Linked DNA regions of Mus musculus: region 2 is linked to region 1. Evidence: chromatin contacts called from public Hi-C data. All regions are on one chromosome and are shown on one strand. The core of a region is the stretch at or near the end of the contact, and the rest is flanking DNA. Distances in the headings are between cores, read along the strand shown.

Region 1 (6,094 bases), core at 1,364-3,863:
ACACCAGAAAGGTTTAGCAGAGCTATATTGAAATAATCATTTTTATTGTGAGGAAAATAAATCTATACTGCATACAATCTATATGGCACATTTTCCACCAAATCCATTATTTTCAACTAGAATTCCAAAGAACTAAATGATGGACTGAAGACCCCAACCTTCACTGCCCTTTATCTTAGTGGGGGCATCGTTCTCATCTGTGTCAGGCAAACACTGAGAATAAAGGGATAACCAAAAGAATGAGCCGCGTTCAGCTTCTATCAAAGGATGCCCTAAGCCAAAGTTCTGCAAAAACGAAGACAGCTATTTCTTCGCAATTTCTCCGAGAACACAGAACCATAAGAACAAACGCAAGAAATTTGAAACTTCAAACCAGCCTAACATGGAAGGATACACCTTGAATTCCTCTTGCATAAAAGCAGCTTCAAAAGAGAAGGAGGAAGCCCTTTTGTTCTAGGTAAAAGATCATAACTGCAGGGCTAGAGAATGTGCCAGGCTCTATACACAGCCGCTTCATGCTGAAAGGGGGGAAATTAGCTGGGGGGTTTTTAGACACGGAAAGCTATAAAACTTTTATTCAGATTTAAATGCACTTGTCCCTTAAATGACAATGTGACCTTGTCGTGCCTGATGTTTTCTCTCTGTTGCATCTCCTGAATTTTTTTTCAGAAAGAATATCTAGTCATATCTTTAGGGTATGGGTTGTATGCAAATGGTCAGTAGCTCTGGCCTAGACTCTGTCATCTTGGGCATATTGTATACCCTCTCTTTTTCCTTTGTAAGTTTTATAAATTTCTTTTACAAGTTTTATAAATTTACTTTATAAGTTTGACATGAAGATTAACTCAAATGATAGATGAACTAAAGACAGATGTAGAGCATGCCTCCAAAAAAATCTGGTAGTTTGAAGATGTTCTGGGTTGTTATTGGATACTTACAAGACGACTGATTTCAACTCTGTCTTGAATCAGGAGTCCAACACTTTCTTTCAAAACACACATATTACCTATATGCTCATCCACTTCTACCAAACACTACCTATGTATGAACTCCTACTACAACTTGAACAAATGCTGAGTTAGCTCGCTCATCATTCACTGAAAAGGATTTTCAAGGAAAAGTTCTCATGAGATGATTATGAGACTTAATGCCTTTTGTACTTCCTGTCATGCTTCTGCCTTCAGTGCACTGCTTTCTTTTAATTACTGACTTTTTTCAACTGTTGTTCTGTGATATTGTCATTCATGTCACATAAGAGTAAGTTTTCATGTCCAATAGTGAAAGAAATTGGAATGACCTCAAATACATAGCTATTCACGGTATCTGCATCAATTGTATTGAAAAGGCCAGAGCACCAGAGCCATCAAATAATTACAACCTCTAGCTCCCCTGCAGGTGGAAACAGACAGGTCTAATCAGCCTTCTCACCATGGAAAAATACTTAGGCGATATTAAAATATTAAAAAACCATTTAATGAGGTCCGTTTCCTTCCAAAAGTAAACTGAGTTTGGGTCTGAACACGCTTCAGGCAAGGGACGCTTCCACCATAACATTTTAAAAACTAGCCATTATTTCCCATGCTGAAAAAAAAAATTGCAATTTTATTTCCTAACAGCAAATGAAACTGTCAGGAAAATTTAGGTGTAATAAAGTTGGGTGGTTAAACCAACATGCTAGAATTAAAATAAAACTGAATTAAAGGAGTTAAAAGTAATTCTTGTGTCAGTTGCCCCTCAAAAATACTACTCAGGACTTACTGGTTTGAACAAATGGAGTTTCCTTGTTCTTGATAGAGTCATTAATGGTGATACAAATGAAATTGTGTGTTGAACAATACGTTGATTAAAATGTACTGCTTTTGGCAACTTTTCCACCTAAATAAAAAGTTGTCAGGCAGGGTGAGTTTAGTGGCACAGAGTTTTAAAATGGTGGATTCAGTCCAAGGTTAGCTAATAGCAGCTGACATGCCCTGGAATCTTGCGGCCTAAATCAACATTGTTTTCACAGCTGTAATTAAGCCACCTAATCAGAAGCACATTTTGACGGGACAGTTTCTGGAAGCCAGACATTACAATTTCTTATGCCTGGAGCGCAGTGGTTCAGGAGAGGTCCGTATTTAATTTTGAGTTTAAAAAAAAAAAAGGGGTGGAGGGCAGTAAAATACGAAAGACCACTGAGATGAAGCAGGTCTGTGTGCTCCTGCCTTGACCAGCCTCGCAGCCCGCCCCCAACTCTCCGCTGAGTCCCCCCCCCCACTCTTAAGTGGCAGCTGTACACAGTGAGATGAAGGGCCATTGCCAAGATCAACAGATGAGCTGGTCTGAACTGGCTCTCTGTGTGTTCTGATTGTAAATTGTGCTGGTGATGATTAGAGAACTCCAGCACAGGATGTCGACTCTTAAGCTCGTCCAGAGAAAATCATTCTTTTTTTTTTTTTTAAAGTTCAGGAAAAATTTTTTAACTTTTTTGTGGCTTGGTGCATAGTGTTGTGTCTATTACTTTCACATGATTCAAGTGAATTCACCCAAATTAAGCAGCTCTGTTATTAAAAGAGAGTGTGGCTTGGCTCAGGGCAGGGACCTTCATCTTGGTGTGTCTATACCACAGTGCTGTGGAGAATGTTCTTGCAGTGGTGGCAGCCATGTGAATCTGCCACCTGCCAACAGATCATACTACTAAGAGGAAGACAATTCAGGATGCCAGAGTCACATACCATTAAGTGGCTGTGCTGGTAACATTAACGCAAATAAATTGCCAGCTTGTTTTCTACAGCGCTATTATATTCTATAACATTTAAACTTTCAACCCCAGAGGCCATTGTAAAACTATCAATATGAAAGCCCTAGTCACTGGAGTCTGATTACATTTAGTTCTGCATTTTAATTACATATGGATTCCATTAACTAAACCTTGTGCCTTATAGGCAACATTGTAATCAAATTACTATAATTTTCAAATACGTTACAATAGTTTGACAAGTTAAAAGTTCACATTCCTAACATATTAAATATCAAAAAAACTGTGCATTAAAAAGGGAAATATTTCTTACAAGTATACTAATCCATTCCCCAATTACTTTGGGGACTTTTTGACTACCTAGTTATAAGTTATATTGTAAGGTTTATATACCTCGTATGCTTTTGTGAGTGGTTCCTTGGTGCAGAATATAACCAAATTTAGAAACATTCATTTCATCAATATAAGTGAAGCAGGAACAACATAAAGCATAGAATTCAGAATTCTAAATTGTTATTTATAGCTCAAATAAAAGAATTTTAGAGTTGTGCAGGAATTCAACTTTCATTTCATTTAGAGTCTTCATTCTATAGCCAGGAAAACCAAGACCCATGGAGACTGTGCGGTTTACTTCCCAAAGCTTTGAGATGAGTCAGATGGCAAACTTTCTCTAGAACCCAAATTTCCTGTGTTTCTCTGTCATGTGATTTTGCAGTGTGCCATCCTGTATAAGAGGGGTGATGCCATGCCAGACAAGAACTCATGAAAAAAATTAATGTGTTAAAACACACCCAACCTAGAATTCACAGATTATCCATTTTAAATCATCAGGTACATCTGCAATTTTGTATAGCCATCCCATTTCAGAAAGTTTCCTCATCTCACAGAAACCCCACACCCATTCAGCACTCACTCACCTCCAATGGTCTCCTCCTGCAAACTGTCAACCATTAATCTGAGTCTTTATGGGTTTGCTAGCTTGGGACATTCCATATAAATGGAATCATACATGTGTGGCTTCTTGAAGAAGACTAACTGGTCTGCTCTGGTGTGTCTGGTCTTTTGTGCATATTGCAACATGGATCAACATTTCGTGGCACCTTGGGCTCTGAGAGATGGCTCAGCAGTTAAGAGCACTTACTGCTCATGCAGAGAACCTGGATTCAGTTCCAAGCCCCCACACGACAGCTCGCTCACAATTGCCTAGGACTCCAGTTATAAAAGATCTAACACCCTCTTCTGGTCTCCATGGCTACTGGGTACCATGCATATACACAATGCACAAACAATCATGCACATAAAATTTTCTTAATTAAAAAAAATGTATTGAAGCTTATGGCCAAATAACATGTCACAGTCTGAATACAATATATGTTCATATCTTTTCATCAACCGGCTTATATTGAGGAAGCCTCCTTGGCTATGGTGAATATTTATCCACTACTATGACAAAGTATTTTGTTTGAATAACTGCTCTGAATTCGTCTGGATATATACCTAAGAGTAGACTTGCTGTGCCAAATGAAAATTTCAAATTTAACTTACTGGGGGGGGGGGGGGTCATCAAGTGACCTCAATTATCTCCTAAGTGTTTGTTGAATATTTGTTTGTGTTCTTTAGAAAAGTTGTCGACTAAGATTCTTTGTTCATTTTTAAAATTAGGTTAATGGCTCCAGCTGCATATGTAGCAGAGGATGGCCTTGTTGGGTATCAATAGGAGGAGAGGCCCTTGGTCCTGAGAAGGCTCCATGCCCCAGTGTAGGGGAATGCCAGGACAGGGAAGCAGGAGTGGGTGGGTTGGTGAGTAGGGGGAGGGGAGATAGGATAGGGAGGTTTCAGAGGGGAAACCAAGAAAGGGAATAACATTTGTAATGTAAATAAAGAAAATATCTAAAAAAAAAACTAACACTAAAATAAAATAAAATTAGGTTATCATGTACTCATTGAGTTCAAGAGTTCTTCACATTTTCTACATTAGACCTAACTAGATACTTGACTGTAAATATTTTCTCCTGTTGTATTATCTTTTCACTGTCTTGGCTTTGTTTTTTTGTTTTGTTTTGTTTTGTTTTCATGCACAAAAGTCTTTAATTTTTAAGGATTCCAGTGCATCTGGGTTTCTTCTGGTGTTATAGCTATGACTCAGTTACCAAGCCTAAGCACTTGAAGGTTTAAACCTGGGGGTTTATGGATTTTTCTCATTGTAAGTCTTATACTTGGGGCTTTGATCCATCTTTGAGTTAATTTTTTTGTATGAAACAAAGTAAATGTCCAAGATAATACAATTTATTTATTTATTACTGCTCAGGGAATCCTGTGGAAGAGGAGGCAAGAAGTCTAAGAGACAGAGGGTATGGAGGACACCAAGAAAGCAAGGCCATTAAGTCAACAAGACTGGTGCAAATCAGTGTCCACCGAGACAAAGGCAGCATGCTCAGGACCCGTGTGAGTCTGTAGCAGAGTGAGGTTCTAGACCTGAAAGAAGTGGATACATGTCCCTAACCCAGAAGCTGTCTCCAACTGAACCACTATAAATGAAAACTTATTTTCCTCTAATGGAGTCTCGTTGGAGAAACAAACCACCCTAAGGGCAGGCTGCGTACCCAGCAGCAGAGGACAGCAGAAAAGGAACTCAACGGCGTCTTTAGAGGTTCCTGGCCTTATACTATGTCATGGCCTTTCTGTTTTAAAATATGATATTATTATTATTATTATATTCTTGTATTTTCTTCTCCCTTTTTACCCTATAGGTTCTTTCTATATACATTATGGATTCCAGTTTAATGTTTTTATGGTAGTCCTGAATATGTGAATGAATGAGTTTATTTTTTGGGTTCTTTCTCCTCTGCTTGTTTTGTCCTATTCTGATATGTTAGTTTTGATTTGTCTTTTATACTACATATTATACTATTTTAACTGTATTATATTATATTCCATTAGAAGCCTGTTTTCTAATGAGAGACAGAAAGTGGGTGGATCTGCATGGGAGGGGAGGTGCGAAGGAACCAGGAGAGGGAGGGGAGGAAAAACCATAATCAGGATAGATGATGCAATTAAAAATCTATTTTCAATAAAAGAAAAACATTTAGAATAATCTCTTAGCTACAGATTTTTGAAAAGAGATTATGAGTTAAAATATAATACCTTTATTCAATTTTATAAAACACAAACTACTCACATCACAGTAATTTGAAGCTCCTAGTTGTAAAACATGCTATTGTATAAACTGTATGGCAAGTATGCTGTCCCCAAATAACAGAAGTTTAAATGTCTTTTCTTAAATTTCATCAGAATCCTTAAATGCAGCACTATGCAGATGGGGTGTGTGTGTGTGTGTGTGTGTGTGTGTAGTCTTAG
Region 2 (6,138 bases), core at 2,387-4,886, 170 kb before region 1:
AGAAGAAGAATCAAATGGAATGGTTCATGTGCAGGACTCTGCCAGGATCTATTTCTCGGCACCCTCGGGGGGGGGGGGGCACCTAGCACTATAGCAAGGTCCTTAGCTTCCCTCTCTGGGTCACAGTTTTACTCTGCATGTCTCCTTCCAACCCAGGGATACCATTTCTCTGACCCGCAACTCTAGGGAGTGATTCAAGAGACTCCCTTCCTATATAAGTCCCACAGAAGGACCTCACTCCAGAGTGTTTTCTGCTAAGATATTATGGTGGGTTCTCACACCTCTGAGACACATCAAATCCAGGGAAACAGGGCAATGAGTACAGTTCTTCTCATCCTCACCCCATAGCCATGGGATCTGTCTGCAGCTTCAACAATCAGTGGGTAACTGAGGGTTATTAAATGGAAATTTATAAAAAGGAACATCTAGCATTTTATATAACTTTTAGTAAAGCATATTGCTATTTTAATTCTATTTTATTTGTAGTTATATTGTTAGACTTTTACTGTGGATACCTTAAAAAGTTAAACTTTTTAAGCGTAGGCACGTACAGTAAAAACAAAATAGTCCATGCTGCATTGGAGACTCCGTGGTTTCAAATGTCTGCCTAAAGTCATAGACTGACCACATTTCCCTCAGATTAGAGGGCCCTACTGCATTGCTCCCACTAAAGGGTGGGATGGTTCTAACAAGCGCTGATTTCTCCCTCAAGCAATCATTCTGTGAGTGCAAGCCTAGGTCATGATTGACTGAGGGGGTGACCTTAGGCCACACATTTGAGAAGAGGCAGAAATGGCCAGTAAGATGCCTCCCTCCCTCCCTCCCTCCCTCCCTCTCTCCTTCCCTATTTCTTTATTCCCCCACCTCTTCCTTCCCTCCCTCCTTCCTTCTTTTCTTCCTTCCTTCCTTCTTTTCTTTCTTTTATCAGAGCAGCTAGACTTTTTGAGAAATTCTTCAAAGCAAATTTCTCAGCAGAACGTACTCTTCTCTCCAGCCTGAGGTCACTGGAAGAGAGGGACTTGGCATATGGCAGGCATAGTCACAGTAATAGCTCCCAGCTAGTGTGTACTTTACCACATACCAAGTACATTGTAAATGCTATCTCTTACCATTAAATATGCCGAGTGGAATTTTACTGAATCCTGTAATGGAAATGGCATCACTTTACGGAGACATGGCTGTAACCCAGACTGGGAATCAGAGGGACACAGTTCTAATCCCGCCATTATTGAAGATGCAGTTGAAACTGCCTGCAGTTTTCATCCTCTAGTTGAGAAGAGACAAGGTGTGCTCTAGCTGCTCTGAAGACTGCTGGGGAGAAAATGTAAAGAGATTGCTTTATAATGCCTGCTGGTCTACAGCCAGATCACACAGTGGGGCCATCATATTCACCAAGCATCTTCACCACTCAGTCAGACTGTCCCCTCTCCTGTCTCGCCACTCTCCTGACTGGCCTGAGTGGTAGCTTGGGAAGAGTGAAAGGCAGTATTGTCTCCTGGTCACTGCAATAGTCCTGACACGAACAAAGAGACCTTCCCTTTGGTCAACAGGGCACCCGCGGAATTAGACTCTTCTGAAGAGTCTCATGGTTCTGGAGGAAGGGGGGAACTGAATCCTGGTGCAAACCAGGGGAGGGACTTGAACCAGATAGAGGAAGATCCCCCCCACCCCCCGCAATACAGTTCTGACAAGCTGTCAGGGCACCTTGCAGGAGAGACTGTAGCGAGACAATGGGACAGTGGTGGGCAGGACCACACCTTGGCCAGGGCTACTGAATTACACATGGACCTTTTGCTTGATTTAAACCCAAGCTTCATGCCTGCACTGGGAAGATGAATTTAGTGTTCACTATACCTCTTTATTGCTCTGTCTCCATTGTGGCCACCTTAAGCAAACCTTTCCAGTGTCAATTCTCTCTTTACTTAGCAGAGTAGGACAGGGAGTTGAGCCTATGCTGTTAGGTCTCTCAGGTCCCAGGTAGTAGCAATCTCTCAGGACCAACTCTAACAACCGTAGTAACATAGCTATATAATAAATTAGCCCAAGGTTCAGCCGCTTTAATCAGCAATGAGTGTGTATCATCTCACAGATTTTGTGAGGGTCAGGAATTTGGAAAGATTTTTTTGTTTAGGGCTTTTCATGAGTTTTAGCTAATATTATTCCCGGGCCAGGGCTGTTGCTAGCCAAAACTTCACTTGCACCAGAAGATCCACTTCCAAGATGAACTGCTGGCATGAAGCTGGCTTTTGGCAGGAGACCTCAGTTCTTCACGCACTGTTTGGGTGTCCTCAGAACACAGTGTGTGACTTCCACTAAGGTGGTCAGTCCAAGGGAAAAGCCAAGATGAGGCCGTAGAGCCTCCAATGCCCTGGACCTGAGAGTCTCACCTATAATTCTCAACACCCTGTTTCAGAAAGGAAGTAACATTTTTGGCCAACACTCACGAGAAGCAATCCTTCTCCCTGCCCTTTAAGGGGAGAAGAGCAGAGGACTTGAGGCTGTAATCTGAATCAATCAGTTACTACAATGATGTATTTGTTATCTTGGAGGACAACATTTAAGTCTTTCCTTTAGTTTTTATCTGGGTCAAACCAAGCAACCACCCAACCAAACAAGCAAACGAACAAGCAAACAAATAAAATAAAAATGAGTTTTGTGGTGGGAAGAAGCTATAGGAAGGCCTGAGCTAGAGGACTCTGGGCTATTGGATCATGAAGTAATTTATGGCAGACTATATGGTACCTTCCCCGGGGAAGTCAGTGCCTGGTCTAGCCTAAAGGCTTGCAAGGCTTTTGTCTTAGAGTAGTTGGTTGCCTTGTTCTTTTGTTAATTATCAAATTGCTTACATGGCGATACAGCTTGGAATGCATGGGGAAGACTTGGCTGGCTGGGGTCGGGGATCCAGAGGTCTCTCTTTGAGAGGCAGTTACTCCAGTCATTCTCACTTTCTACTGGGCTTTGGCCCTGACAAAGGTTGAGTAAAGGATTAGAGTGTGTGTGTGTGTGTGTGTGTGTGTGTGTGTGTGTGTGTGTATGGGTAGTGGTGGTGGTGGTCAAGGCCAACAGTGGATAGCCAGAAAGTGGTGGAAAACAGTTAGGCATGTCCAGTGTTGGGGTAGATCGGGAAGCAGAGGACCACATAAGTGGGTGACTGTTACACGGCACTTTAAGATTGCCACTATCTAGTTCTGTCAGCTCAAATTATTAAACTTTCTAATAAAGGGCAAAAAAAAAAGAGGTTTTATGTGAATTCTCCTGATTTGTAAGGACTTTCTGTGCATGCATATCCTGAAGATTAGCTCATTCAGTTCCTTTGGAACTGTTCATAGTGGGCCTTGCTGTAGGAGAAGTTAGGGCTAGGATGCCCCTCAAAGCTCTCAGCTCCTCCAGCGGATGCTGGCCCATGAGGCCTGGCTGCTGCTCTCCTGTCTCTGTGAGCCCCTCTGGCAAGCATGCTCAGGGAGGCCTTCACTTCCCTTTTTTTCAAGACCAAAGGTCACCATGTTAAGCCCCCAGTTTTATGGGGAGTTAAAAGAGAAAGAAGTGCTCCGAGCTTTAAATTCCTGGCTCCAGGCATGTTCAGAGGTGAGATACTGTCCAGAGTCTCGGAAAGAACGTCTTATCTCTTGGGGGGATCTTATCCTTTTTAGCTGAAGTAGCTAAAAAGCCAGAAACAGGATCTGATCCTGCTAAATAGCAAAACGGCTTTAATTCTCTTCTATCTGAAAGTTGGAGTGTCTATCTAGAATGGAGGGGACATTAAAAACATTCCCATTTGAGAAGATTTAAGGTTCAGTGGAGCTCCGTGTCCCAGCAGAAGCAACACCTGCCTGCTGCTGAGACTGGTTGTTTGAAACGCATCCAAGGCAATTCCCTTAAAGCAGAGGCCCATTCTCTCTGTTCCTTACTATAACCTTATATGTTCCAGAACCAGAAAGGAGTCAGAGCTCAGCCTCCACCAACTGGCCAGACACAACACTTCAGAAGACGATGTCTCTATGAACCATTACTGTATCATCTTTCTGATTTACATTATGGAAAAGGACTGGGTTAAGGAAGTATGCGTGTGGATGACGAAAGGAAATGACATCATTTTAATGTATATCTATATCAGTGTCTTTAAGGAGATTCTGGGTCCGATGAGATGAAGTATCTTGAAATAATTTATTTATTTGCATCCCAAAAGCTGCCCCCTCCCGGCCCCTCATCGTAAAGTACCTCCCCCATGCCCCCTCTCCCCTTTGCCTCTGAGAGGGCAGCCCTCACTCTCCCTGCCCTGTATTTCCCCACCCTGGGGCATCAAGTCTCTACAGAATTAGATGCGTCCTCTTCCACGGCGGCCGTGGTAGTCGTCTGTCACATATATGCTGGGGGCCTCAGACCAGCCTGTGTATGCCATTTGGTTGGTGGCTCAGTCCCTGGGAGTTCCCAAAGGTCCAAGTAAGGTGATACTGTTGGTCTTCCTGTGGGGTTGCCATCTCCTTGAGAGCCTTCAATCTTTCCCCTAACTCTTTCAAAGGAGTCCCTTACCTCTGTCCAATGTTTGTCTGTGGGTATCTGCATCTGTCTCTGTCAGCTGTTGGGTAGAGCCCCTCAGAGGCCAACTGTGCTAGGCTTCTGTCTGCAAGCATAACATAACGTCATTAATAGTGTGAGGGATTGGTGTCTGCCTATGGGATGGGTCTACCTAAAGACCCAGCTATACCACTCCTGGGAATATACTCAAAAGGTGTTCCACAAACCCCAAGGACACATGCTCCACTATGTTTATAGCAGCTTTATTTTTTAATAGCAACCCAGATGTCCCTCAACTGAAGAATAGATACAGAAGGTGTGGTACATTGACACAATTCTATTTACACAATCTGGAACACTATTCAGTTGTTAAAAACAAGGACATCATGAATATTGCAGGCAAATGGATGGAACTAGAAAATATCATCCAGAGTGAGATAACCTAGACACAAAAGAACATGCTGTTATGTACTCAATGATAAGTGGATATTAGCCAAAACAGTTCAGAATACCCATGAGAAGCAGAGGGAAGGAGGGACTTAGGTGGGAGAGGGGAGAGTGATAGGAATTGGGGGAGGATCAGGTAGGGAGAAAACCAGGAAAGAGTCCCAGAGGGCCAGGAGAATCAGTGGAAATATGCCACTGATGGAGGTGGGGGTATGGAGTTCGGGGGGAGGGAGTGTGGGGGGGAGAACTCTAGAAAGTTCCAGAGATCCAGGATGAGGGAGGCTTCCAGGAACCAATGCAGGCAACCTTAGCGAAAATGCCCAGCAGTGGGGAACCTGAGGCCACCACCTCCAGTAGCCAGACAGGACCTCCAGCAGAGGGATGGGAACCCCAATCCACCTACAAAACTTTTGATCCCAAATTGATCCTGTTTAAAAGAAACGCAGGGACAAAGATGGAGCAGAGACTAGAGTAATGGCTGACCACTGACCAGACCATTTTGAAATACTTTTAAAACTTGTCAATTAAAAATGGATTTATTGAGGAGGGGTGTGTTTATGTATTTGGAAATATGTATGATATGTATCTATAGAACAACAATTACAGGAAAAGTGACCATGAATTTGATAAAGAGCAAGTCGGGTGCCTGTGAGGGCTTGGAGGGAGAAAAGGGAGGGGAGAATTATGTAATTACATTATAAAATCAACAAAATAAAAATATTTTTAAAAATGGCTTCAGATTGGGTAAGTGGCTCAGGAGTAAATTGCTCGCTATACAAACATGAAGACCAGAGTTCAGATTTTTAACATTTATATGAAAAACCACACTGGGAATTGAGGACAGGCAGATCCTGGAGACTTAGCTACCATGAGTCCCACAGGAGGCAGCAGAGCCATGAACAAGTTTTTGTAATTAGCATCATTCTTTCCACAACTGGAGAATACCTACCACTGACCAAAGGCAAGAAGGAAGGATTCATCCAGAACTTCATCCAGCTCTGAATGCCAGTGTTCACTTCTTGCTCCTAGAACTCTATTGCTTTAGAACTTATAGTTCGAAGAAATTGTCCAACCAGAGTGCATAATCTTAAAGTTACCTGTGTGTAGCTTTTGCCCAACGTTTAGAGTCTCTCCTTCCCCTAGCCACTGTTGCTTGCTATTGGCAAAGGAGCCCTA

What was found. Hi-C and Micro-C count contacts between places; a contact is called where the count stands out from the background.
Region 2: a Hi-C map of uterus shows a contact between it and region 1, with 2.9 times the contacts expected there. The contact joins two enhancer-like sites. A contact is called at or near these places in 2 of 484 Hi-C or Micro-C datasets (nephron progenitors and uterus).

The regions. Positions count from the first base shown.
Region 1 is chr4:83,827,615-83,833,708 of GRCm38.p6, reverse strand. All of the region lies in intron 25 of Ccdc171 (coiled-coil domain containing 171), which reads right to left. It overlaps Gm42309 (a long non-coding RNA gene), which reads left to right. Exons shown (of 4, transcript XR_881387.2): 3 at 5,046-5,182. Among named protein-coding and RNA genes, the nearest start is that of Gm42309, 11 kb to the left of the region's middle. Within about 2 kb of position 2,613, at least 55 of the 459 cell types and tissues checked have an H3K27ac peak or open chromatin away from gene starts, as enhancers often do. A contact at or near this core is called in uterus, where this site is marked.
Region 2 is chr4:83,994,604-84,000,741 of GRCm38.p6, reverse strand. No RefSeq gene overlaps it. Among named protein-coding and RNA genes, the nearest start is that of 6030471H07Rik, 47 kb to the left of the region's middle. Within about 2 kb of position 3,636, at least 6 of the 459 cell types and tissues checked have an H3K27ac peak or open chromatin away from gene starts, as enhancers often do. A contact at or near this core is called in uterus, where this site is marked.